Linked DNA regions of Mus musculus: regions 2 and 3 are each linked to region 1. The links are chromatin contacts, called in public Hi-C and capture Hi-C maps. All regions are on one chromosome and are shown on one strand. Each heading gives the region's core, a stretch centred on a gene start, on an enhancer-like site or on the middle of the called end of the contact. The rest is flanking DNA. Distances are from core to core; before and after follow the strand shown. Region 1 holds the start of Dhh (desert hedgehog). Region 2 has its middle 16 kb from the start of 4930578M01Rik. Region 3 holds the start of B130046B21Rik (a long non-coding RNA gene).

Region 1 (2,887 bases), core at 258-2,757:
CAATGCTACAATTTGGCTGTGAGGCTTTGATTAAGTTGCTTTTCCTCTCCTGCAGCCCAGCTCTCAGATATAAAATGAGGGGTGGGGTGGGATGGAGAAACACGTCTTCTGAGTTTCCTGTCAGACACTCTACAGCACTGGCCATAGGGGCTCTGGGCCCTTCCCTTCCAAGCCATGGCCCACTGAGTCGGCTTGGTTCAGTGCCCCTCTGTAGCATGTACCCCAGAATGCTAGCTGATATTCAAAGCAGAGTCCTCAAGCTAAGGTGAGTTTAGATGGCCCAGAAACCCTTGATTCTCAGGTGTGTCTGTCTGTTCTGAGGACTGTTTTTTGGTCACCCCCACCCCAAAGTCTGTTGTTTAGACCCTAGTATAGGCTACCTTTCCCGTGCCAAGGACAATGGCCACCCCATCCCCAGGTAGATGGTCTGGTCTGGTAACCTGACTCTTGCCCATCTCTTTTCCAGCCCCCTTCTTTTGGCTCACAGAGCTTTTGGACATCAGGCCAAGAGCCAGGCTAAGTGTAAAGCCTTATGCAGTCTACCTATCATAGCCAGCTCCTGGCCCCCAGCTCACCCCAGCCCTTCCTGCCTGGCTCGGTGACTGACCCCCGGTCCACGCCTCAGCCATTTCCCGTCTCGCCTGCCGCCATCCTCCTTTCCCCGCCCTCGCTCCAGCCTCTCCCAGATTCACTCTCACTGGGCAGTTCCTCCTCCCCCTCCCCATCGCAGACTCTCTCCCCATTTGGATACCTCCGAACCACTATCCAGCCACCAGGTTATTTGCTTTCCTGAAGGGTGTGATGAAGGAGATCTCACTTTATTTTATTTTAGTTTAGGGTCTCTGGGGATGAAGGAACAGTTCATCCTCCAGGGTTGTTGTAGGAAAATTGAGGAGCTGGTGGTGTGGTAGAGCAGGTGGGGAGAAACTCTCCTTACCTCTGTCATCAGGCGGTCTGCGCCGCTGTTCTCCTCATCCTTGAAGATTATGTCGGGGTTGTAGTTGGGTACGAGGTCCCGGAAGCGCTCCGACCCCCTTGTTACCCTCCCCTCCGCTGGCCCACTCGCGCCCAGGGTCCGCTCGGGCATACTGGGCACAAACTGCTTGTATAGCAGAGGCACAAGTTGCTTGCGCACATAACGCCGCCGGCCAACCGGTCCTCGGCCCGGCCCGCAGCTCTGGGCAGATAGTGCCAAGAGTGCCAAGCAGCACAGGGGCAACAGACTGGCCGGCAGAGCCATGGGTGCCGTGGACTTGGGTCGGAAGGGAGCGTTCTTGTCCTCACTGGCTCTCCTGTCAATTGGGCATCTCCGCAGGAGCTAAAGAGCACCGCAGATAGAGAAGGTCCCAGAGTACCTGGAGCGCTGTGGCTCTGAACACTTGGCAGCCGCTAACTCTGCCTACATGCCCTGGGGAACCTGGAACCTACTACTGATAGACTACCATTTACAGAGCAGGTGGGTCGAGGGTGAGTGCCAGCCCAGCCAGTCTCTGCTGCCCGGCTCCCGTGCTCCCAGAAACGCCCTGACTCCGCCTTAAGTGGTCCCGGGCCCCGCCCCCCGCCCTTCTCTCAGGGCTGTCCCGCCCCCTCCCACCCGGGCGGGGGATCTAGCAGTCACAACTGGACACCACTGTTCCATTACTCCACTGAAGTGTGTCCCATCCTGGAAACCATGCAGGCACCTGCTTAGGAAATCCCTGAAGCTTTAGAGTCCTGGCTGCCTGGATAAGCATCCTTCTACCTCCGAGTCTAAATTAGGCACCAAACTATCTTCCTGGGCACTAGTCTTTGCTTTCCTAAAGTCTACCCTGGCACGCCATGCCCTCTGCTGTCCTCCGGGAAGTCTGAGTTCCAAGGCCATCCAAGCCCTTTGGGCAAGCCATCAAAGCCTCCCATCTCCGTGCTCCTCCTCAAGTCTCCCCGATTTCTCTCAACACTCATCCATAACCAAGCAGAGATCCCAGAGGATCATTTTCCTTGGTGGTTTTATATCTTCTTGGGAACAGAGCCTGACACAATCCAGTTTGAGACATTAAAAAAAAAAACAAAAACAAAACAAAACAAAACAAAAAAAAACCCTACTGTGTCTGTCTCTGCCAGCACATGCCATAGCACACCTGTGGAGGTCAGAGGGCTTTTGGGAGTCCACCTTCTCCTTCCTCAGCGGGCTCTAGGGATTGAGCTCCGGTTGACCAGGCTTGTGTGGCAAGTGCTTTTACCTGCTGATCTACCTTGCCAGGCCAGGACTTTCCAAGTTTTATGTCCTCTCAAATGGTTGCCAGATACCCACTTTTTATCCCTCCTCTCCTTCTTTTGACAGACTTTACTGTATGTAGTTCAGGCTTGGTCTCAAACTCACTTCACAGAGCAGGCTGACAGCGAATGTTTTCTCCTTTGGCCTCTAGCTTCCCAGCACTGAAATTAGCCATGCACTACCACACCAGGTTTGTGTGGTGCTCGGATCAGAACCAGGGCCTTCAGGGCTCAGCAGTTAAGAGCACTGACTGCTTTTCCAGAGGACCTGAGTTAGATTCATAGCACCCACACAATGGCTAACTCCCTTCTTTCTGTAACTCCACATCCGATGGGGAGGGGGTCCAATGCTGTCTTCTGGTCTCCTCGGGCAACAGGCATACAATTGGTACAAGCAAAATACCCATACTTATAAAATAAAACGTAGCCTGGCGTGGTGGCGCATGCCTTTAATCCCAGCACTCGGGAGGCAGAGGCAGGTGGATTTCTGAGTTCGAGGCCAGCTTGGTCTACAAAGTGAGTGCCAGGACAGCCAGGGCTACACACAGAGAAACCCTGTCTCGAAAAAAACAAAAACAAAAACAAAACAAAACAAAACAAAAAAACAAATAAAATAAACGTTAGGGGTGGGGTG
Region 2 (2,887 bases), core at 226-2,725, 100 kb after region 1:
TACAAAATATTTGATTATATTGGGCTGAGAGACGGCTCAGCAGTTACGACAGGTGTCTCAGAATGTCAGAGCCAAAGACACCTCTAAGAAGACACTTCCTGGTGCCCTCAGGTTGCTCTGTGGAGACCGGGGCCTGAGAGGAGCCCCCAGGGCCTGGAGTTACCAAGGCCACGTAGAAGAGCAGAAGCGTGCCTCCAATCTCTGAAATGAGAGACGGAGTATGGCGAGTTCTGGAAAATGTCCACTAGAAGGTAACATCAGCTAACTGTCCACGCAGGGTTATTTTTATTTGAATGCATAACCAGGACTCGGGGTTTTCTCCCAAAAGATTCCAGTAGGGGGCAGCAAACATTAGCATGGATCTCAAGCTTACAATTCTTTTACTGTGTGAGAATACTTTAAAACCGTTTATTAAAAAGACTTATCTATGTGTTTGAGTGTATGTACACCATATGTGTTGCCTGGTTGCCACAGTTGTCTGATGAGGGGTTGCATCCCCTGGAACTGGAGTTGGGATGGTTGTGAGCCACCGTGTGGGAGCTGGGATTTGTACTCTATATCCTCTGCAAGAGCAGCTGGTGCTCTTAGCCTCTGAGCCATCTCTCCTGCTCCCAAATAAATCTTACAGGAAAGAGCTTCCACACAACTTGACCTATGTTTTATCTTATCAACCTATAATCGTGTCCCGTGTCCCTGAAAAGCTGCCTTGTGATCCCATGTATGAAAGCAGAGGGGAGCAGTGGGAGGAGACAGGAGACTTAGGAAGAGAGGGCAGCTGGGCGAAGGCCAGCCTCAGCTACAGGGGACCCTGTCTCAAAAGGAGAGGAAAATGAAAAACCATGCAAGACACTGCGGCACATTCCCGTGATCCTAGCGCTTGGAAGGCAGAGAAAGGATTGCCTAGAGTTCTCTCCACAGCCAGCTTAGGCCAGCCCTGGCTATATAATAAAACCCTGTCTCAAAATAAAAACATTCCTTCATCCCCCTCTGAGCCACTGATACCTTGTCGTCCGTCCACCACCCCCACCCCCCCCCACCCCCGCCCGGGAGACACAAAGGCCCGTTCTTTCCACAGAGGGCGCCAGCACACCAAGGACCAATTCCACCCAAGTTGAACTTCTGATGAGTCAGTGAGTTTATCTGAACATGGGTGACCCCCAAACAGCCGAATCCCGAAGACCCGCCCCCGCGTAGGAGCCAGCCTCCTGAAAGCTGCATAGCTTTAACGATGAATCTTTTACTTCCTGTACATACTAATACCCCAGGAGTCCAGAGCCGCTGGCGCAGTATCCCCTGCACCGGGGGCTGGTGCCCAGGAGGGTGTGACTGCAGCCTGGGCTGAGAGTCGTTGGATGAGGGAATGGAGGCCGGCCTGATCTTGGTGGGGTCGCAGCTGCTCTGCTGAGAATGTGACAGCTCTGTTCTGGACAGAAGGCAGCGGCAAAGCGGGAACTACGGGAGCTGCCTAAGTCACACGTGGCTGTTGAGAACTGCAGACTCAGCATTCTTGAGAAGCCAGCGCCTGCCCTGGGGCTATCTTTTGACCTTTTGTCTTCCTCTTCTTCCTCCCCACTTTACCTCCCCTCTCCAACCCCTCCCATCTCCTCCGCTACCCCCCCCCCCCTTTAATTTTTGAAACCAGCTCTCAGACCATGCTGGCCTGGAACTCAAAAAGCTCCACCCACCTGCCCCTGCTTTGGAGATCCCAGAGCCATGGGATACCTGCCCAGGAGAGCTGCACACAGGAGTGGAACAGTGACATCAGACATGGACTACAGGATTTGGGATTTGCCTGGGCCAGGTTTCGGCCTTGCTTTGGTCTAGGATTCCCTCACTGTGCCCCACTTCCTCCTCTTGGAACTATAATCTCTATTCTGTGCCGCTGTGTGTCGGCAGAATGTAGTTTACTTTTCAATTTTACTGAGGGTTACAGTTAAGAGATGGCCTGGTCTTTAAGTGTTTGGACCTACACAGAAAGGTCCGGGGAACCTGACTTGGGGAACAAGGGGATGAAGAAAGACACACAGGCAAACGGAAGGAGAAGCAGGGTCTGGGGAGAACTGTGGGACTGTGATAGGCAGCCTATTTTGGTTGAATGGGGCTTGCTCCTGTGACCCAATAGAGAAATCTACAAGGGACGGAAAGGCGAGCCACGTTCCCAGAATCAGGTGACTGTCCATAATTCTGTGACTATCAGTCTTGCAGACAATGTGCCAAGCTTCGGGCATTCTGGCTAGACTCCACCCTCACAGTTACCTGTCTATAGCCAGATATGTTCCTCCCCACAGTTACCTGGCAACAGCAAGATAGCCCAGCCCACTATAAAAGGGGCTGCTTGGACCCTCCTAGCTCTCTTAAGCTCTTACCTTTCTTACTCTCTAGCCCTACTTCTCTCTCCCTTTCCCCCTCTCTCCACGTGCTTGAAGGATGGGAGCCCGGTGTCTAACCTCCCGCCAGAAGGCCATCCCGTGCTCCAGCCACGGATCTGACCAAGGACTCACACCCACATGGGAACCATCCAGGACCCCCTCTCCCCCTGCACTCTCCTCCCCTCATCCCCGGGGCCCAGTGCTGTCCCCGGGGCCCTTATTCTGTTCTCAGCTCCTCCTCCGTATCCAGCGTGGGATGCCGGAGGCTGAGAACCTGGTACCTAGGGCTGACCCTTGTCCACCACCCACCGTGTGGGCTCAGTGGCTTCACACAGCCCAGATGTCCACCTGGGGCCGCGTGAAAAGCGTGCGCAGTCCTCCCGTGTCGCCCGCCCAGAACACCAGAACTCTGGCGGGTCGTGGACTCTCTCCCATTCCCCTCTTTCCCCCACACCCACGGCCCCGCAGAGAACTGTACCACCAGCAGCCTGGGAACCAGGCATGTAGACCCTTGGAGG
Region 3 (2,887 bases), core at 256-2,755, 92 kb before region 1:
TAGGTCAGTGGCAGAGTTGGAATTGAAACTTGAGTTGTAACATCAAAGAGAGCCCTCTCGCCAGGTTGCTGGTTGTGTGTATGCATTCATTTCTTCTCTGCCCAAAGTTCCTCTGTCTCCTCCACTCAGTCACTAGGTTCAAGGCCTCTCCATTACTTTTTCTCTCCTGTCAGGGACCCTGCCCTGCCCATCGCAGGCACCATCCCTGCCCCTTCTCTTTCTCTGTCGGAACAGTTCCACACCGAATGTAGCAGGTGTGGATGGCCCACCCACACTTTCCCTGAAACTAACCCTTGAGTTGGCAGACGCTACCTTCCCTGGTTCCTCCTCTCTCCTCTGTTTCAAGTGTGGGAACAGGTATAGGTGGGAAAGAAGAAAAGGAAGCAAACGAAGCCTGGAGAGAGAGAAGGAGCAGGTGAGCCCAGGGTGGATGGGCTGAGCGACACGAGAACAAAGAGGGGCATCGCTCACTCCCTCTCTCTATTTCCCTGTGGCGTTTTCCTGGTGTCCTCTCGGATGAAGCCTTCCTCGGTTTGACTGATGACATCCACAATCTCCCGGATACTGTCGCTCAGCCCTGCTGTCTTCCCGCCTTCCCTGGGCCGGGTGTTCCCAAGCGCAGGCAGGGTCCTCTCATTCCGCCAGGAGGCGCCTGGGGCGTCTGTGTCGCTTCCATCAGAGGAGCCGCTATGGACGCTGAGATCCTCCGCTTCGTCTGAGTCCGAATCTGGGGCGGTGTGGCGGCGGATGCGGGACACGGCTTCTCGCAACGCCCCGGCGTAGGGCCCTGGAGTCCGCGCCCAGCCCCCGCCCGCGCGCCGCGGGACACCAGCCGCTTCTGAGCCCTTCAAGCTGCCGGCGCATACCGGAGCCGCTGGGCCTAAGGTCGGGTGCTCTTGGCTACCTGGCTGCGTGGGGGCGTCTCGCGGGTTCACTTCTCCGACAGGGAACCCCAAACCGCTGGAGGAGCGCTCCTCCAATGAAGAATCCCCCTGCTGTCCGACCTCGGCCTCGCACTCGCGACCCTCGCTCGGTTGGTTTAAGACTCGACTGCTCAACAGTCGCTTTTGGCAAACTGAAGGGTTGGCAGCGGCCCCCTCGCCCTCCTCCTCGTGACAGGGCTTGGGTTGACTAAGGCTGTCGCTCACACTGCACGACTCCCCAGAGGGCACGAGCTGACCCTGCTGGGTTCGAGGGGTCGGAACGTACTGGGACTTTATCACCACGCATGTGGCGTCAATGACAAAGATGCCTTCTCTACCAGCGGGACCTCGGGAAATGCGGGGCAGGGTGTGGGCACGGCGGGTCACCTTCCAAACTTCCAGGGTCTCATGTTCTGCCCCCTCTCTTTGACCCAGGGACTCTTTCCACCCGGTGCCTCCAGGAGCCCAGGGTCTAGGGAGCGTCTGGCTGTGCCTAACTGGAGGCTTTTTAGGGGAGGCAAGCCAACACGTGGGAAGCCATATCTGCTCACTTCCTTCTTTCCCTTTCCTTGACCCCCTGAGGTGCTGCCTGGACCTGGGAACAGGACGAGGTGGGCTGCTGATCGCGGACCTAGAGAGAGCTGCGTCCGTGCCTGGACCGCCAGTCGTTTTGCCTTGGGAATGACTATCGCCAGCACTGTTCAGGCCAGCAGCAACTAGGCCTGAGCTTTTCTCTATAGCCCCTTTGCAAGACTCTGGCCTAGCTCTGGCTGCTGTACAGCCTGGAGCACCTCCTAAGAGTCCCCGTCCCTGTCTGAGACCCCAAGCTCCTAGAACATCCCGGTAGATTCGAGGATCCAGCCTCTTCTTCGTGCGCCCTCCCTCTGTCCTGGTGGTGGCTGGAACTGGGGCTGATGAGGTGGGCGCCCGGGAGAGCTCCGGGCCTCGCTTAGTCCCCAGGGTCCTGTGGGGACCTTCATAAGAAGGTGGAGCCACATAGGGTGGCGGCCGGTCCCAGCGGCGCCTTGGGGCTGTGCCTGCAGAGCCTCTCAACAGCAGGTGAGCCTCGTAGCTAGGGGGCCCTGGCCTTCTGCCTCCCCATGGCCCCGCCCATGCAACCCCTGGGTCACCCTGCGGGAGCACGGATGGTCGGGGCGCTCGCCCCACCTGCCCGAAGCGCTCTGGTCTGGAGAAAACTGGAAACCCTGTAGGTTGGGCTGCCCGAAGGGCGTTCCGGGGCTCTGGGCGGGGCTGACCTAGGGGACTCCGTCGGGCCCCGCCAGCCTTGCGCCTTTTTCTCTCGGTCTCCTTGGCCTCCCGCTCCTGCGACGCCGCCTTTCTTTTCTCTTGTTCCCGGGCTCGGACCTCGGCGGGGGGGCCCGCCCGCCAGTTGGTTGCCTCCTGCAGCACCCTGGAGGCCCAGGGTCGGCGGGGTGGCGGCTCAGGGGATCCCGGGCGCAGCCTACACCTGGGACAATGAGCAGGAACCCAGGTGAGCAGTTTGCGGGGACAGAGAGCCGAGGTCCGGGGAGCTGGGAGCACTGGAGACCACTTGGGGCAGCCATGTGGGAGGGTTCGTGTGAGTGTCTGAGCGAGTGCACGTGCGTATATGTTAGGGCTAAAGTCGAAATGAGACTCCTCGCCATCTCTCCATGCACACTTTAACAGCGACTGCCCCCATCTCACCGCCTGCCACTAGTACTCCTGTCCCCCTAAACAGCGCTCAATGATTCAGGCCCCAGTCCTCGACGAGTGGGGGGAGGGAGGCGCGGGAAAGAGAAGGGAACAGCAGCAATTGCTGGTGCCAGCGGGGAGGTCTGGACCCCACTTCCCGCCCCACCACTTGCTGCCCCTCACCCCTCCTTCACTCACGTGCGGCTCTGGGGCCCACGGGCCCAGTAGCTGGCCTGGATGTCCATGGACTGTCGAGAAGGAGCGCGACGACTATAATGACAGGAAATAGT

What was found. A called contact is a pair of places that touch in the nucleus more often than the background predicts. Capture Hi-C pulls out chosen DNA fragments and counts their contacts.
Region 2: a Hi-C map of bone marrow-derived macrophages shows a contact between it and region 1, with 3 times the contacts expected there. The contact joins the enhancer-like site here to the promoter of Dhh in region 1. A contact is called at or near these places in 29 of 39 promoter capture datasets (the 3T3-L1 cell line, 3T3-L1-derived adipocytes, the C10 cell line and 19 more), 9 of 15 datasets of contacts at CTCF or cohesin (CD8 T cells, the G1E-ER4 cell line, the NIH/3T3 cell line and 6 more), 226 of 484 Hi-C or Micro-C datasets (the 3T3-L1 cell line, 3T3-L1-derived adipocytes, the 4T1 cell line and 130 more), 71 of 115 datasets of contacts at active chromatin or transcription factors (the 230-238 cell line, CD4 T cells, CD4 single positive thymocytes and 45 more) and 4 of 9 other capture datasets (adipose tissue, embryonic stem cells, liver and 1 more).
Region 3: a contact with region 1 is called in a capture Hi-C map of embryonic stem cells, with 2.6 times the contacts expected there. The contact joins the promoter of B130046B21Rik here to the promoter of Dhh in region 1. A contact is called at or near these places in 10 of 39 promoter capture datasets (embryonic stem cells, epiblast stem cells, liver and 2 more), 18 of 484 Hi-C or Micro-C datasets (the C2C12 cell line and embryonic stem cells), 8 of 115 datasets of contacts at active chromatin or transcription factors (embryonic stem cells, extraembryonic endoderm stem cells and stem cell-derived neural progenitor cells) and 4 of 9 other capture datasets (adipose tissue, embryonic stem cells, liver and 1 more).

The regions. Positions count from the first base shown.
Region 1 is chr15:98,897,033-98,899,919 of GRCm38.p6, forward strand. It overlaps Dhh (desert hedgehog), which reads right to left and starts at 1,508. Exons shown (of 3, transcript NM_007857.5): 1 at 938-1,508. The coding sequence starts at 1,240.
Region 2 is chr15:99,000,371-99,003,257 of GRCm38.p6, forward strand. No RefSeq gene overlaps it. Among named protein-coding and RNA genes, the nearest start is that of 4930578M01Rik, 16 kb to the left of the region's middle. Within about 2 kb of position 1,476, at least 44 of the 459 cell types and tissues checked have an H3K27ac peak or open chromatin away from gene starts, as enhancers often do. A contact at or near this core is called in CD8 T cells, the CH12 cell line, the G1E-ER4 cell line and 15 more, where this site is marked.
Region 3 is chr15:98,804,810-98,807,696 of GRCm38.p6, forward strand. B130046B21Rik (a long non-coding RNA gene) reads left to right here and starts at 1,506. Exons shown (of 3, transcript XR_003951472.1): 1 at 1,506-2,415. It overlaps Ddn (dendrin), which reads right to left. Exons shown (of 2, transcript NM_001013741.1): 1 at 2,796-2,887; 2 at 1-2,391. The coding sequence ends at 468.